2 separate regions of the Hordeum vulgare genome follow, and region 2 is linked to region 1. A link is a contact called in public Hi-C data. All regions are on one chromosome and are shown on one strand. Each heading gives the region's core, a stretch centred on a gene start, on an enhancer-like site or on the middle of the called end of the contact. The rest is flanking DNA. Distances are from core to core; before and after follow the strand shown. Region 1 holds the start of LOC123449093. Region 2 holds the start of LOC123449095 (mitogen-activated protein kinase kinase kinase 1-like).

Region 1 (7,757 bases), core at 2,053-4,552:
CTCCTAGAGCACTGAGACGTAGGGCTATTACCTCCACCGTAGAGGGGCCTGAACTCATACAACCTCGCCGTAGCTGGGACTCTGCCCATCCTTTTCGTACCCTACACATCTACTGTCAGGCTTATACCCACGACACCCCCACTCCACTCAATCTCCCTCAGTCATCTAGAACCCACGAGACCCCTCCCATCTGAAGAGAAAAAAGAATCTTAGCTTGCAACGGTGCTCACGTTGCTGCTGCAGTTACACAACTGCAGTGTTGGCTGCTTGATTGAGTTTCTTCTCTGCAGTGTTGCACATGCATTGGTTGTTATATACCATAATATATTAATAATCCAATACATCTGAATCATTTTTGCGGTTCCGTAGCAACACAACGACGTTATGCTAGTGCCAATAGTCAATGGAGACTTAGGTCCGTGACATGAAAACATGGGATTACCCATGATGGGCCCGGATCTCCCTGTATAAGGCCGTCCCTTAAACCAAACAGCCTTGCAGCGCATAATGGTCTGGCACCCTGGTACCTGTACCAACATAATCCTGAGACCTGAGGTAGTATTATTGCTATTTTCATGTTTACTGTGTGCACTTATGACTTGAAGCAAGTGGTTCAGCATAGAAGAAGTTGACGCTGATCCAGAAATGAATTAGCAGCCTTCCAAGATGCACTGTTCTGTGGTTACGGTTGACTGCTTTCTTAAGCATGCATGCCATATGCTATGCTTTACAAATTTTCACAAATTTTCACATGTCTACTGAGCCATACTTCTTGATCACCATTTCTATTTCTTTAATTTTGTATCTTCTTTTTTTGAAGTCCCTTGTCTCTAACTCTTGATTTAGTGTATAAATATTTTAGTCTGGCAGTCTAGTTTCCCTATCAATGTTTATGAAATCAAGATTGCAAATAATCTCATGCATGGCTCCTATTAGTAGATTTATGCATCACTAGTACAATGGGTGCAGTGGGTTTTAAAATGTGAAGCAAGATTTGTACCTATGGCTATTGTTCCCACAAACAAAACCTGTGGCACTGTACCTTTTGAATGTTTGCCTCGGCAAGTGGAGATTTGTGCTGCATTAAAGAAATCGAAGAGCTACGAGAAACATTTGGGTACATGGATGCCCTCTATCAGTTGTTGTCACATCCCACACCCTTCATGTTAATACGCAATGCCTGTTTAACATCATTTTTGTTTCTTCTTATTTATTTTTCTGAGTACACTTGTGGATATTGCATTTGTGTGAGGATACTAATTTGAGAGAGGAAGATATGTGTTGCATTTACTCATAAATTGGTTTAACTAATGTAATGGAAATGACACAACATGCTTCATCCTTGTGTTTTCCTGGTGCAACTGTTTGATTTTACTCTCATTCTGGTCTCCCACCATGAGCCCTCATATCTAGCTGATTTTACATGCTCTATTGTACTTGCAACAAGTAGGTTTGTTTTATCATTATTTTCTGGCACCATCTTCTTTTCTCTATATAGTGTCTGCTTGTTGTTGATGTCACATCCACAGCAATCTCAGATTTTCTTTGCTCATTCACATTTCATTTCCTGTCTTTGTTCTGCTTTTCTATGCGGCTTGTCCTCCCCTTTAGTCTCTGGGATCACAATCATTCAGTTTTACAGTGCCTCAAGAATGGCACCTGATTGCCCAAAATGTGTTCTGTTGATTAACAATTTTTATAAGGATTATTTGGTTAGGTCCTGCAGCTGTCGATGGCTTAGATTTTAATTCTTTCCACCATCATGTTTCTTTGTCCAGGTGCTGGTTCTAGTGGGTGACCAACTTGATTATAGTGATGATGTTTGTGGCATTGTGCTAAGTTGTCGTTTCAATGAAGACATCCTGAGTGTCTGGAATCGGAATGCATCAGACCACCAGGTTTGCGACTTCTCTTAATGTTTCTGGACTAAGGTGTTTGGATTTGACTGTGTTACCACCAGTTTTTTTTCTCTCTTCTCCATGTTATTCATTCGCTCGTGTTCTTGTGCCTTGCAGGCTGTGATGACATTAAGAGACTCAATTAAGAGGCACTTGAAGCTGCCGCACACCTATCTGATGGAGTACAAACCACATGATGCCTCGCTGCGAGACAACTCGTCCTACAGGAACACATGGCTGAGAGGTTAACCTCCATGTTGTCAAGGCTAGTCATGGCCCTTCTCGTGAACTTAATCCTTGTGGATTTTCGGTTCTGAAGTTTCAACCCAGCCATGATGTATGATTACTCTTTGTCATGCTACCATGTACTCTACAGAATTTCAAATGCCTAAGTATTGACTTTTATGATATTCGCCCGGATGGCTGTATGGTCGACTCGTTTTGGCAAGTACTCCCTCTGTCTCAAAATAAGTGACGCAAATTTAATATTAAATTAGTATAAATTTGGTATTAAAGCAGCAACACTTATTTTGGAATGGAGGGAGTATTTAGGTGAAACCTCGGGTTGCTCTTTGGATGGTGCTGATAATATCACAGAAATAGTAAGTACTCCAGGATGATAATTGAATCTCGGGAATGTCTGAGCACATTGTTTGGGTCTTTCAGACGGCACCGGTTACTCTTACCAGCAAAAAGAAAAATTAAGCACATACCTTTTGATCAGTAGTATAGCAAAAAACAAATTTTATAAACAAAGATCTGTGATATAAAGAGGGTTGGCCAAGAATTACATTTTGTTAGGGTAATGCCAAACCTTAGGCTGTGTTTGTCAGACAAGTATTTTTGGAGTATTTCTAGAATATCATGTTTTGTTTTTAGAAACCATAGTTTTGTAAACCCTGATGTATTTGGCATCAATAAATATATACAATAACTTACAAACCGCAATGCTTTTAAATAGCGTCTTTTGGTTTAAAAAAAATAGAGTATTCATTGACCAAACATTGGAATACCGAGGTTTTACATTACCACGGTTTCAAAAATACTGTGCTGCTAAAAATTAGGCCCTTGCATGTTCGCCAGACAAATCTTACACCAGGACTGGCAGTCAAAAAGACTGAAAAAAAGAAGAAGACTGGCAGTCAAAATAAAATAAAATAATAAAAAAATCTCACACTAGGGATTTGGGTAAACGGGCCAAGCCCGCGTTCTAGCCTTCTTAGTTCCACCCATCATCCCAGCCCATACAGTGCCAAATGGCTCTTGCCGTCGGCCTACTGCCCAGAAAAATCTGAGCACGGGCCCGATCAAAACACTGACACTCCGGCTAAAAAATAAAGAGAGAGAAAGAACACCGATACTCACTTTACTGCTCGCAATTCTGTCCGTACCGTAGCGTGCGCCGCGCCAACCTCCTCCCTCCCCTGGCTCCCGCCCAAATCCGCCCCCCCGCGCGCGCGCGCGCGCGTCCGCTCCACCGCGCGGGAGAAACGTGAAGCTAATCCATCCAGCCCCGTCTCCCGCCCCCTCGCGGCACTAAACAATTTCCAGCTCCCGAACCCCAAACCCTAGCCCCGGCTCCCCGCTCGATCCCGTTCCGATGGGCGGATCTGCTGACCCCGAGGACCCGGCGCCGATGCCCACGCCCACGCCGTCGCCAACGCCGTCCCCTGCGAAGCCGTCGCCCTCGTCGTCCGACGCGAAGCGCCTGAGGCGGTGCGTGCAGTCCAGGCTCCCGTTTGGGTCGGGCAGGTCCGGCGGCGGCGGCGGCGGCGCAGGGGTTGCCCCTCCCGCGCCAGCGGCCGAGGAGGCGGCTGGGAAGGAGGCCGCGGAGGAGCCGGAGAAGGCTAAGAGGAAGGCGAGGCCGCGGAGATCAGCGGCCGCCAGGAAGGTACTGCATTGCTAGAATTCGCCCCCGTCTCGGCTGTTGTCTGGTGCTTGCTCGGTAACTGGGCTGCTTTAATTCGCCCGCTGCGTTGAAATCGTGGATTCTCTATGCTCGCTTCCGTGTTGATAAATAAGTTCCTCCCGATTTTCAATTTTAAATAAGTTTGGAATGCACATGATTTCTTATACCTTGTTGGCCAAGTAGAGGTGCAAACAGATCGAGTAGTGACTCTACCACATCTGTATCTGTTGATGAACACCTGTAACTGATATACGAATTTGAACCAATTTTCTGCTCACATTAATACACCATGAGCATGGCAGGAAATATGTCGTCGGTGTATATAATAGCTAAATTACAGAATTGAAATTCAAGCCACATCACTTTGATCTGAAACAATTGGGCTGGCATGACGGATTTAAAGCTACATACGTGGGTTAGTCTGGGGACCGGGATAAGGTTAGACATACATCAAATGCCTAGTCTGATGTAGCCTGTAGCGTGTCTGGGCTGCTGAGTCCAGTCTTGATGTGAATATGGAAATTGGTGGCATTACTATATTTTGAGTGCTAGTTTATTCTTTCCATTTGCGTTTTGGGGAATATTAGTATCAAAATAAAACAGTACATCCCTACATTTCCCTTCCTTTTATTTGATGACAGGCACTGCATATTAAAGTTAAACACAGAAGATATGTCTACCCCGCAATCAAGTCACCTATCTTTTGCATGCTGTGCCTATACCTTGCTAATTTTTGTGCTACAAGTCTAGCAAATATCATGCCTGAAGGGTTGTAATCTTAGGCTTTTAGTAGTGGCTGCCTGTTCCATCAAGAACATCATTATCAAATATGTTTCTTCCCATCATCATGCACAAGTACTTGTATGGAACTGCCAACTTTCCACATTTCGCAAATCAAGCGGAGAAAAAGGGGAGCTCTAGGGCTGTACCTTCTTTGTGGAGTCAAATTCTGAACTTTCAGTGAACCAAGTAGTGATCCTCACAGATTAGTAACTAACAATGATGTTTCAAACCAACCACACATAACTGAGCTAAATGAATTGAATATGTTGACTCCCTGCTTACTGTTTGCTCAAGGAGTGTCCTCCCGTTTATTGCATAACCATTTAAGATCCAAGAGAATAGTTTAGAAAGGATACGGTAAAGGTTAGCTCTCTTCTTTCCACCAGTAAATTTTACCATCTATCTCTGTTGCAAGGCTTTGATTAAACCGTCCATGCCACCCAAATTATCTGAAGTGGATAAATTGAATTTGGCAATGCGATCCAGACAAAAACATTATAGAGAAGGAAAAAAAACTCGTAGATGGTTAATTGCAACCAGTGGCATGCACATTCTCCCAGTTCCATAATGGGTGAGGACTATGTTTATTTTTCGTGTTAATTTAGATTCTAGATCAGTCGTTTGGTTCAACTTATATGCTATATATTTGATGAATAAGCACATCTGTTCTGTTATCTTTCCTGATGTGCAAAATACTGATTTCTTTAATCAACCTTCATGTAGCCATCTTCAAACAAAGAGACCACTGGGTTGGATCCAGGTAGCAAGGATGAAGCTATTTTGGTTGGTATGTCAATCCAGTACAATATTTTTGCCTTCTTCCAGTGTTTCACTGGCCCATTCATAGTCAACTTCTCCTTATTTATTTGCTACATTGTGAAGGAGAACTGATGAATTCTATTGTGTTGGACATTTCATCTCTGAATATTTATTTTGTTGGATGTCAGATGAGAGCCCTCAGAAAAAGCAGCGGAAAGGTAGAAATCAAGATGCAGCGCGGAAGGCGCCTAATAGAAAGCGCTGCAAGGTATTGGAATCTCCTGATGGTCAGTCTTCTCTCATTCTCTCTCTCTCTTTCTCTCTCTCTTTCTCTCATCCATATGCTTACAGTAGGAACTGAAAAATCTATCTATCAAATATAAGCACCTCTTTGTATCGAACTATGCCTGTATATCCTAGTTTGGTATGGCTTAGTTTTTCTGAAAATGAACCCTATCCTGTTGATTTTAAGTGTGTACTATGGAAGGATTTTTTTTACCAAGTTCTCAAATGTTGACATATGAGAAAAATGGTACACCTATATTGAGTTTGAAAGAGTGAAAAATTTACATGTCGAGACGGATAATATTTCAGTTGTCCGCCATATAAGTTGAAGTTGTCATAGGTTGTGTCACATAGGGCATACAACAGTAGCTTAAATGTATTATTCTCTCACAGATTAAGAACCCTATGTGCATTGGTTACTCATTTGTGCCTATGTCCTCCTGAACAAGTTAGCTATCTACTTGCGATTTTACGTATTTCTTGGTTAACATGAACTCCACTTTGACAGAGGTGTAATAACATTTTTTTTATGAAGGTCACAGAAGCTGTCAGCAACTGCATAGCAATCAGACTGAAGCTATCTTACCTGAAGGATCATCTGTCTCAATTGATATAGATCTGAATAATGTGCCTTCTGAAGCAACACAGGCTAATGACAACAATGTATTAGACAATGAAGATAAGTCACAGGTGATAGTTGACCTAAGGTCAGAGGCGAAAATAGCTGCACAGGTACGCTCCAGTATCATTGTCTGCATTGTTGAGATATGCCGTGTGCTTCTCGTCTCGTGAGGGCAGTTGCTACCATCAAATTTGTTGGCAGTTCATATTTGCAACTGTTTGAATGTCACCTTCTCATCCCAAGAAAGAGGGTCGAGTAAGATGGTACTCATGCAGAACATCTGATACTTTATTTTACGGATTGGTGGTGGTTGTCTTACAATACATTTGCAACTCTCTTATAGTGATAACTTGACTTGACCATTAAGAAATAATCTCTATATTATGGAAGCAAACTAACCAAAGATAAGCATCTAGTCCCCAGTTAATGAAACTAAGAACGCTTGAACACTAAGGTGTGTTTGGTTCATGCTATAGCATGTGCCCTACCAAAATTTGCCAACAATTGGCCAGCAAAAAATGGCTAGAGATTCCTTGACTATTTGCTGGTGATAAACTTGGCGAGATTTGTGAAGGCAATGCTAGGCGAGTTGGCAAGATTCCATAGGCAACTAAAATTTGGGTAACCAACCAAGTGAAAGCCGTAGAGAGTGTTAGAGTTAATCTTGACATGAGTCATGTACACGTGCATGTGTGCACATCATGCAGTTTAGTCTAGGTTATTAAGTGCCCCGTGAAGCTTCAGCTCTGTGCGCGAAGGAGGCGAGATGTGTGGCTGTCGTGCGATGCGGCGAACACGGCAGGATGTCGATGGTGCCGTGCGATACGGCAGCGCCGTGGGAAGCCGCAAAACGAGGTGGAGGCTGAAGCGTGACGGACTGCCTCGGCAAAGCTTTGTGCTCTTCCTTCTTGTGTGTGTGTGTGTATCCTTGTGTTCTTGAGAGAAGAGAGAGAGCTGTGAGAGGCAGTTTAGAGGAAGAAGAAGAAGGCGCAGAGGAGCAGCGCTGTGGGAGGTAGAAGAAGAGGCGCTGCGACGAGGCGGCGCCAACAGAGAGGCAGAGACCTTAGAGCATGGTTAATAGTATAGCCAACTGCTGGCTATAAGCCATCTTATAGCCCATCTTATAGCTAGCTTGTACAATAGTTAGCTATAAAAGAGTACTACTTTTATCATATATGGCCCACCTTTCATTCTCACAAAGTACCTAGGAGCACGTGCTAGAGCCGGCTCTTCACGAAGAGCCCGCTTCCCTTCTCTCTCCTCTTCTCTCTCATCCAACTCAGCAAAAATATAATATTTTATGCCTTACAGCCTGCTGACTGTACCTTATTGTACTTGCTCTTAGTTGCTCTGTTTATTTCTTGTTGTAATCTGAGCTGTATGTCCATGGCCTTGCTTGTTAGACCTTAAAACAGCAGCAATTACTTCTGAAATGGTCTTTCTCATTGTTAAAGACTGCTGATGTGCAAGCAACCAACCATCTCCTCCTGTTTGGTTGAAC
Region 2 (7,757 bases), core at 3,174-5,673, 240 kb after region 1:
GAATGCTAACACTCGTAAAAGTAAGCGACCTTAGTGCCTGTAGAGCTATGAAGCCAATTTGCAAAACAGTTGTGGTTGCGATCTAGATTGTATAATTACAATTTAGACACATAAGAATTGCACATGAACGAAGACACAAAATTGCACTAACATAGATCATGCTACGAGTTGTGTGAACCTCATGTGTGAGCACGTCGTGCCGATTCAATGATGAATGTAAATGTGAATGGGTGTTGTTGATGCTTTCGATTTTGTTAAAGAGTGCAAAAAACCCGTCACTTTGCAATAGCAGAGCGCTCAAAAGGTACACGTGAGTGTCATTCGATTTGGTGACACCATGTGACTACCTATATATCTTTCTTGGGACATTATGTTACGTGTGTGATTAGCTACACACTCAACTTAGCTACTAGATGTTGTTCTTCCTCCACCACTTCCCCATCCCACCATCGTCGCCTCCTCCTACTTAAGTCGACCACTATCGCTTCCCTATATGTCTTTGATCTTTGGATCCATCCTAGCATCCCTACTAATCGTTCCTCTAAGTCTAGGAGAGGCTAAGAGCGGGGTTGGGGAGGGTTAACCTCTAGTATTGGTGGTTTTCATCTATGTGGCATGTCATTGTCATTGTTTAGCCCTTCTCCCCCCTTCCAGTTTCCACTTCTCTCTAGCTAATTCTCATTGGTTAGTTCCAGGAGAAGAGAAAACAAGCTAAGTATAACATATGTTCTCTTTCGCCTAAATTATACGATTAAGGTTGTAGTCTTCTTTATTCCTAGGTAATGGAAGGGCAAACTTCTCATCCTCTACACTTGAGGGTACACACAACTAATCAATCCAAAATCTAGGTTCCACAATTCTTAGACGAGAAGAAAAGAATAAGTGCATCATGACAGTAAAAAAACTGAAAGTATCACACATGTTGAGACATAAATCTCATGATAATTTGCTTCAACTTATTGTCGCCCAACCCCATGGACCATCATCCCATGTCGTTGATAGATCATAACATGATCAACAAAGTGTTCTTTGTTCTTGTACAAAAACATAGTGTTAGAAATATATTTTTTTATCAAAACAACATCATCAATTGTAAACCCAAACATGCCAATACAAAACCCCAACGCCCCAAAGCAAGTAACAGTAGTGTTTGTAGAGCTACAAAGCCAATTTCCAAACAATCATGGAATGATCTTGGTTGAACAATTACAATATTATAACAACTCCAACTGGGCGACCCATTTCGTTCGCCGCCGTCCGTTTGGGTCCGCACGGACAAAAAGTTGGCCCAATGCGCCGACCCAAACGGACGCGCGTTCGCTTTTTGTCCGCATGCCGACCCACTCCCGGCCCAATTTTTGAGCCTGATTTGCGTCGGTGCAGACACGAAGCGGACACGCGTGACGCGTGCCTACTCCCCTCCCTGGCCTGCAAGTCGGCGGCAAAGCGGCCACTTTTCCCTCCACCCCTCCCCCCGCTCGCTCCCGCGCCCGCTCCCACCGCCATCAACGACGACCTCAAGACTGCCACCACCATCGCCTCCCTCGCCTCGTCTGGCACCGCCGCCGTAGCCAGAGGCAAGGTCCGCGCCCCCTGCAAGGCCGCCGCGCTGCCCAAGAACAAGATGAAGGAGTTGGCGCCAGAGGAGCGGGCCGTGGAGTCGGCCAAGAGGAAGGGCCGGAGGCACGCGCAGGATGCAAGGGGCGAGGCAGATGTCGTCGCCGCCATTGCCACCGCCGTGCAGCAGGAAGACACTAATTCCTGGGTGAAGGAGGCAACGAGGGAGGCCTTGTTGTACCTAGGGGTAAACCCTAGCCAGCACGGGCTTGTCGCCGTCATTGTCGCGGCCGTGGCCAGCACGAGCTCGTCAGCATATCCTCGGATGATGCTGTCGGAGTCGCCGCGCGTGTCTTCCACGCACCCGATTTCCGGCTTCCACGTCTACCCGCAAGGTAGCCGCTTCTCCAAGGAATGCTCACCGGAGGTGAGCATTGTGGCCCCTTCCACGCCCGCGCCGGTGACCATCGACCTCAACGCCACGCCGATGGCAGGCGGATCATCGTCTGGAGGCATGAGGAAACGCCAGCGCGAGATGCCAACCGACATGCTCACCTGCGCCTGCAATATGTTAGACGGAATGCTGGCGGGCGTCGACGATGACATGGCCAACCGTTTCCTCGAGAACACGATCTTCGAAGGTGGTGCGCCAGCGGCTGGTGCTTACTCCACGATTGCGTACGATCCCGATGAGTCCCAAAGCCAGGACGGTCGAGCTCCATTCATGCAAGATACCAATGATCCACATGACGCCTTCATGCAAGATCAGGTCGGCCTAGACGGCTTCCCGCTCGACCATGAGTTCCCGGAGGACTACGACCTTGAGGAGGAGGATGATGACATGGACATCGACGGGGAGCCTTTGTTCGAGGAGGAGCTTGCCAACCAAACTGTTGTCGGGGCTAAGCCGAAGCGCAAGAGCAAGCGGATGAAGGCATACACGTCGACCGAGGACAAGCTCCTTTATGAGTGTTGGAGGGACATTAGGCAAGACCCGAAGGTCGGCGCCGAACAAAAGTGATCAGCCTTATGGACTCATGTTCATCGTGAGTTCCATGAGCGCAAGAAGTTTCCCCCGTACCAAATGCAAAGCAAGCGTGGATGGGTGTCACTTTCGAAGCGTCGGAGCGTGATTCAACAAGAGTGCAACAAGTTTTGTGCCACCTATGAGAGCATCATGGCATGCCCTGTGAGCGGCCTCGACATGCAAGACATGGTATGCATGCCCTCTCATTCCCTTTTGGTGCCACGTATTTTTCCCGTGGATTGCATGTCCATTTGCCCACATATGCTTGCTTGGTTTGAGTTGTAGGTGTTCCAAGCTTTGGAGGCATTCAAGGTTCAACACGACGACACGACCTTTCCATCTCTCCCATTGTTGGACTATCATTAACAGGGAGAAGTTCAAGGCGCAATATGCCGCCCTCTTGGCGCGGGGGGGGGGGGGGGGGGGAGGTGCGGAGGAGCATGGTGACGGCGAGAATGCCCGGCCGCGGGGGAATACCAACTCGAAGAAGGAGGACAAGCGGGATGCAACGTCGATTGCCTTGCTTGAAAAGGTGGAGGGCATGATAAACAAGAAGGACTTGAGGGAGGAGAAGCGTCGGCAAGAAAAGGAAGAGCAAATGCACGTCTTCATGAAAATCCAAAGGAGGATGCTCGAGATGGACGCGGAGAGGCAACCCAAGATGCTTGAGTTGGAGGAGGCGAAGCAAGCCAAGATGCTTGAGAGCAAGGCCACGAATGCCAAGACCAAGGTGAAAGAAGTGGCCCTCGCAAGCATGAAGACGGGCGTGGAGATCATGAAGGTTGATCTGAACACCGTGTCGCCGAGGAAGAGGCTATGGTTCGAGAAGATGCAGGCCAAAATGCTCAAGTTCGACCAGCTGTGATCTACGACGGAGATCAGAGTCCCTTTTTTATATGCCGGCAAGTGTGCTAACATGACCACGGACCGACATGGCGTGGTCGAATCCCCGCCCCTTTTGGTGTGTTGGCATGTGTGCTGACCGCTCGCAAGTGTGTCCGCATGAACTACATGGTGGTTTTATGTAGGCTGACAATGTATGTCGGTCGCTCGCATGGTGCCAACATGAACCCTTAGACGTTGACATAAAGGTCTTTTTAATCTAAATGTGCGGATCTAAAATGGATTGTCTGCATTGGACGTACGTCCGACCCCCAAAAAAAAAGCGAACGGACGCGGAGCGGGCGGCCGACCCAAATGGACAAAACCATCGTCCGTTTGGATCGGCCGGTTGAAGTTGCTCTTACAAACTCTAAAAAGTTACAAGAACTCCGAATCAACTGAAAAAACAAAACCATACTAACTTACATCCTCGGTATATAAATAATTATAGTTAAAGAAAACTAGCACGATAAACGCACATATTTACGCAAAACTCTCGTGTGAGCATGCCATGCCAAGTCAACATTGAATGAAGAATGTGCATGGGCGTCATTTATGATTTCGGTAATGCTATCACTGAGCCATCAGCCAAGCACACCAACCTCCATTAAAGAGCACGAAACATACTGCACTTTGCAGTGGCAGAGAGCCCGAAAGGTACACGCGATAGCGGGTCGTTCGGTTTCGTGACACCACACAATTTACCATATGTTCCTTGGGACATGATGCTGCCTGTGTGATTAACTATATATGCACTCGACGTAAGTTCATATATATATATATATATATATATATATATATCTTGAATGAATAATAAAAAAATGGAGAAGCAGGAGCAAATGTACGCTAGTTACCGTGTGCTGACTTGGCAAGAGCCAAGAGGCAGGCACACACACGCCAACCCGACGACGGTTCAGCCCATAGTCACACGTCCGCACACACGCCAGCATCGCAACCATTCCATTCCAAAGTAGCCTCCGTCCGTCCCTCCCTCCCTCCCTCCCTCCCCGGCGACCAAAAGGCGCCCTCCGCCCCGCTGCCAGCCGGCCAGACCGCGACTGCGGCGAAGCTCCGCGCCGCGAGTGCCCTCGCGACCCACGGCGGCCACCACAAAGCCGAAAGGTACGAGTCAATGCGACAACGCACCCGTCTCCGCCCCTCCCACCTCGCCCACCAAACCAAAAAAAAAAACCAGCCTCGCGGCTGAAAAAAATATCCGCACCTCGCTTTGCCTTGCCGTCTCCTGCGCCACTCCCAAAGCCAGGCTCTCGCCCTCCCCACCCCTTCCCCCTCGCCTCTCCCTGCCCGTCCCGGAGCGCACCGCCCCGCCCCGCCCCGCCCCATGAGCAGCAGGCGCCGCTGATGGGCCGGCCGTCCCAGGACACCGCGACGTCCACCTCGCCGTCAGGCTCGTGCCGCTCGTCCAGGCGCGGCCCGCGGCTGGACCGCCGCAACGCGTCCAAGAACATCGACTACGAGTACGACCCGGCCAAGCTCTTCTGCAGCTACCCGCCGTCCCCGTCCAGGGCCTCCTCGGCCTCGGCCTCCGCCGCGCCCTCGCTCGCCAGCTCCGCCGCCTGCTCCGTCGACCTCAGCAGCTTCCGCATCGGCGGCAGCGGCGACGGCGGCGGCGACGTACAGCTCCTCTGCCGCAGCCTCGGCCTCTCCGGCCCCGACGACTTCGCCATCTCCCTCACCGACTGGGAGGCGCACAAGGCCTTCCGCTCCTCCGCCTCCGCCTCCTCCTCCGCCTCCAGCTCCCCCTCCGCGCGCTCGCAGCCCGACCGCCCCGTGCGGGAGTCCCCGCTCCGCCACGAGGCCGCCGAGGAGCCGCCCTTGCCAGCGGCCGCTGATTTCGAGCTCCCGGCCAAGGAGACCGCCAGGGTCGAGGCCCCAGTGCGGCCGGCATGGTTGGATCCGCCGGAGCCAGCCCGTCCGGATGTCAGGAAACCGGGCTGCGAGGGAGGGATCAAGGGCGTGCGCCCGCCGCCGGTGATGCTCAAGCCACCGCCGTCGATGGCACTGCCGCCCGCTGCCCAGGTGGGTTCCACGTGGGATATCCTGCTGTCTTTCGCGCCAGAGGACCAAGGACAACCACAGGCGGTCAGATCTGTCCCTGATTTTGGAGACCCGGATGCCGAGGACGACGAGGATGCGGCCGAAGTGTTGACGTTGGAAGATCTCAGGCTCGTGGAGAGCTCCGAGGAATTCACAGGCACATCCTCGATATCCACCACAAACGACGACGAGACAACCGAGTCCATGTTCTACGTCTCGCCCAACGGGAGGTTTAAGAGGAAGATCCGGTCGTGGAGTCGAGGTGTGCTCTTGGGGAGTGGCTCCTTTGGGACGGTCTATGAGGGGATCAGCGAGTAAGTTCTCTTTCACAGGAAAATAAATCGTTCCTTACATGCTGGTTGTTAACGTTATGCTTAAGATTAAGCACTCGGCATGCTATGTTTGTTCAAACTTCAAAGATAACCTAGGGTAGTATATCTACAAGCCTTGATTAACCCGAGTGGTGTAGAGTGATCCTCTGCTTGACTAGAAGCTCACTGGCCCCAATTTTAACTCTTAAGGACTACTTATTGCGTAGCAAAATACACAGATGACATGTAGCTTAGTAGTAAATAGCAATTGAATCATCTTCATGGTTTCATCTTCAACATAATCCTGATTCCTGAGTTGTGGTCAACTAGAATTAGCTAGAGTCAAAGTATCCAGTTCCGAACCAAATTCTCTAGAATACAGGGGAATATGATCATTTGTTTTGCCAAAATATTGCACTGCATCTGTTCCTACACTCTCTTATGTTTTTCTGTCACAAGTCTCCTACACGCTGTTCTACTTCTGCATCTTATGGTGTAATGATTGATGTTTCACAGCGAGGGAGTCTTTTTTGCTGTCAAAGAAGTGTCCTTACATGATCAAGGGAGCAACGCACAGCAGTGTATTTTCCAACTTGAGCAGGTTGGTTTAGCTGGTTGTTTGTGTTATTGATAATATCAGAGAGACAGAGACCTTGTCTTTTATGACTTCTTTCCTTCTATGTTCAATGGTATATTCTGAAATTTGGCCTCTTATTAACTTTCATTCTACTTTTCAGGAAATTGCACTCTTGAGTCAGTTTGAACATGAGAATATAGTACACTATTTTGGAACTGACAAAGTAAGCTCCCGATCTTCCGATTGTGCATCATTTTGCTCCATTGTTGAAGCACCGTTGTGCTCTATACTCATAGATTTCTTTGTGCTTATTTCATTTGATACTGATAATCATCCAATTGTGTGACTGTTGCAGGAGGACTCAAAACTTTACATCTTCCTTGAACTAGTGACCCAAGGATCTCTTGTATCTTTGTATCAGAAGTATCGCCTACGAGATACTCATGTTTCGGCATACACAAGACAAATACTTAATGGATTGACTTACCTCCATGAGAGAAACATTGTTCATAGGTAATAAGATTACATTAGTTCATGTACCAATGACATTAGGTTTTTGGTTTACCATGGTGTAAGATTAACTAGATCACTGGTTTTTGTTTTGCCTTCTAAATAAATATCACCTGACCCACATTGACAAGTCTTTAGGGCATTATGTATTGTTTTCATGTACTTATAGTTTAAAATATCATCTTGCAGAGATATCAAGTGTGCCAACATACTGGTGCATGCGAATGGATCCGTGAAGCTTGCGGACTTTGGACTTGCTAAGCAGGTCCGCTACTTTCTTGTAAAACCTAGTACATAATTTTGTGTTTGAACTTCAAATGTAGTTATCCATGCACTTACTTCGTGATTTAACATTTTCTTTGTCGATTGTCTTTCAGACCTCCAAACTCAATGTGCTAAAATCATGCAAAGGAACTGTATATTGGATGGCACCTGAGGTATATCTCCACCCTCTTAAGATCAGATTAGCATAGTAATTTGTTGAGAATAATCAATTAGCAAGTAGTGGTATAATTCTGAGGTAAAGGGGCTATGATGAGAAGTGTTAGGAGTTGTGTCTTGTTGCACTGAAATACAGCTTGGATTTCCACACTACATTTCAGTTAGCTTACTTTGTCGGACCTTTAAGTATCGTCATGGCTCACGACTAGTGACAACTATTGCACTTGTAGTTCACAGTGTATGTTGACGCTTAGTGGAGTAATTACGTGAGTTCCTAAGCGGTTAATTTAAGTTGGATTGGTTCTCAATGTTCTTTATTCGCTGTGGACATTCTTGTTTTTTGGCTAAACAAGATAGCATTTGGCATAAGCATGTTGTCATGTATGATATGTCC

The links. Hi-C and Micro-C count contacts between places; a contact is called where the count stands out from the background.
Region 2: a Hi-C map of leaf shows a contact between it and region 1, with 3 times the contacts expected there. The contact joins the promoter of LOC123449095 here to the promoter of LOC123449093 in region 1. A contact is called at or near these places in 4 of 6 Hi-C or Micro-C datasets (leaf, seedling and an unstated tissue).

The regions. Positions count from the first base shown.
Region 1 is chr4H:489,466,468-489,474,224 of MorexV3_pseudomolecules_assembly, forward strand. LOC123449093 reads left to right here and starts at 3,303. Exons shown (of 18, transcript XM_045126179.1): 1 at 3,303-3,789; 2 at 5,314-5,377; 3 at 5,538-5,636; 4 at 6,170-6,366. The coding sequence starts at 3,499. LOC123449094 (eukaryotic translation initiation factor NCBP) reads left to right here. Exons shown (of 6, transcript XM_045126180.1): 5 at 1,779-1,898; 6 at 2,016-2,306. The coding sequence ends at 2,147.
Region 2 is chr4H:489,704,034-489,711,790 of MorexV3_pseudomolecules_assembly, forward strand. LOC123449095 (mitogen-activated protein kinase kinase kinase 1-like) reads left to right here and starts at 4,424. Exons shown (of 9, transcript XM_045126182.1): 1 at 4,424-5,838; 2 at 6,352-6,436; 3 at 6,573-6,635; 4 at 6,768-6,925; 5 at 7,112-7,187; 6 at 7,300-7,359. The coding sequence starts at 4,829.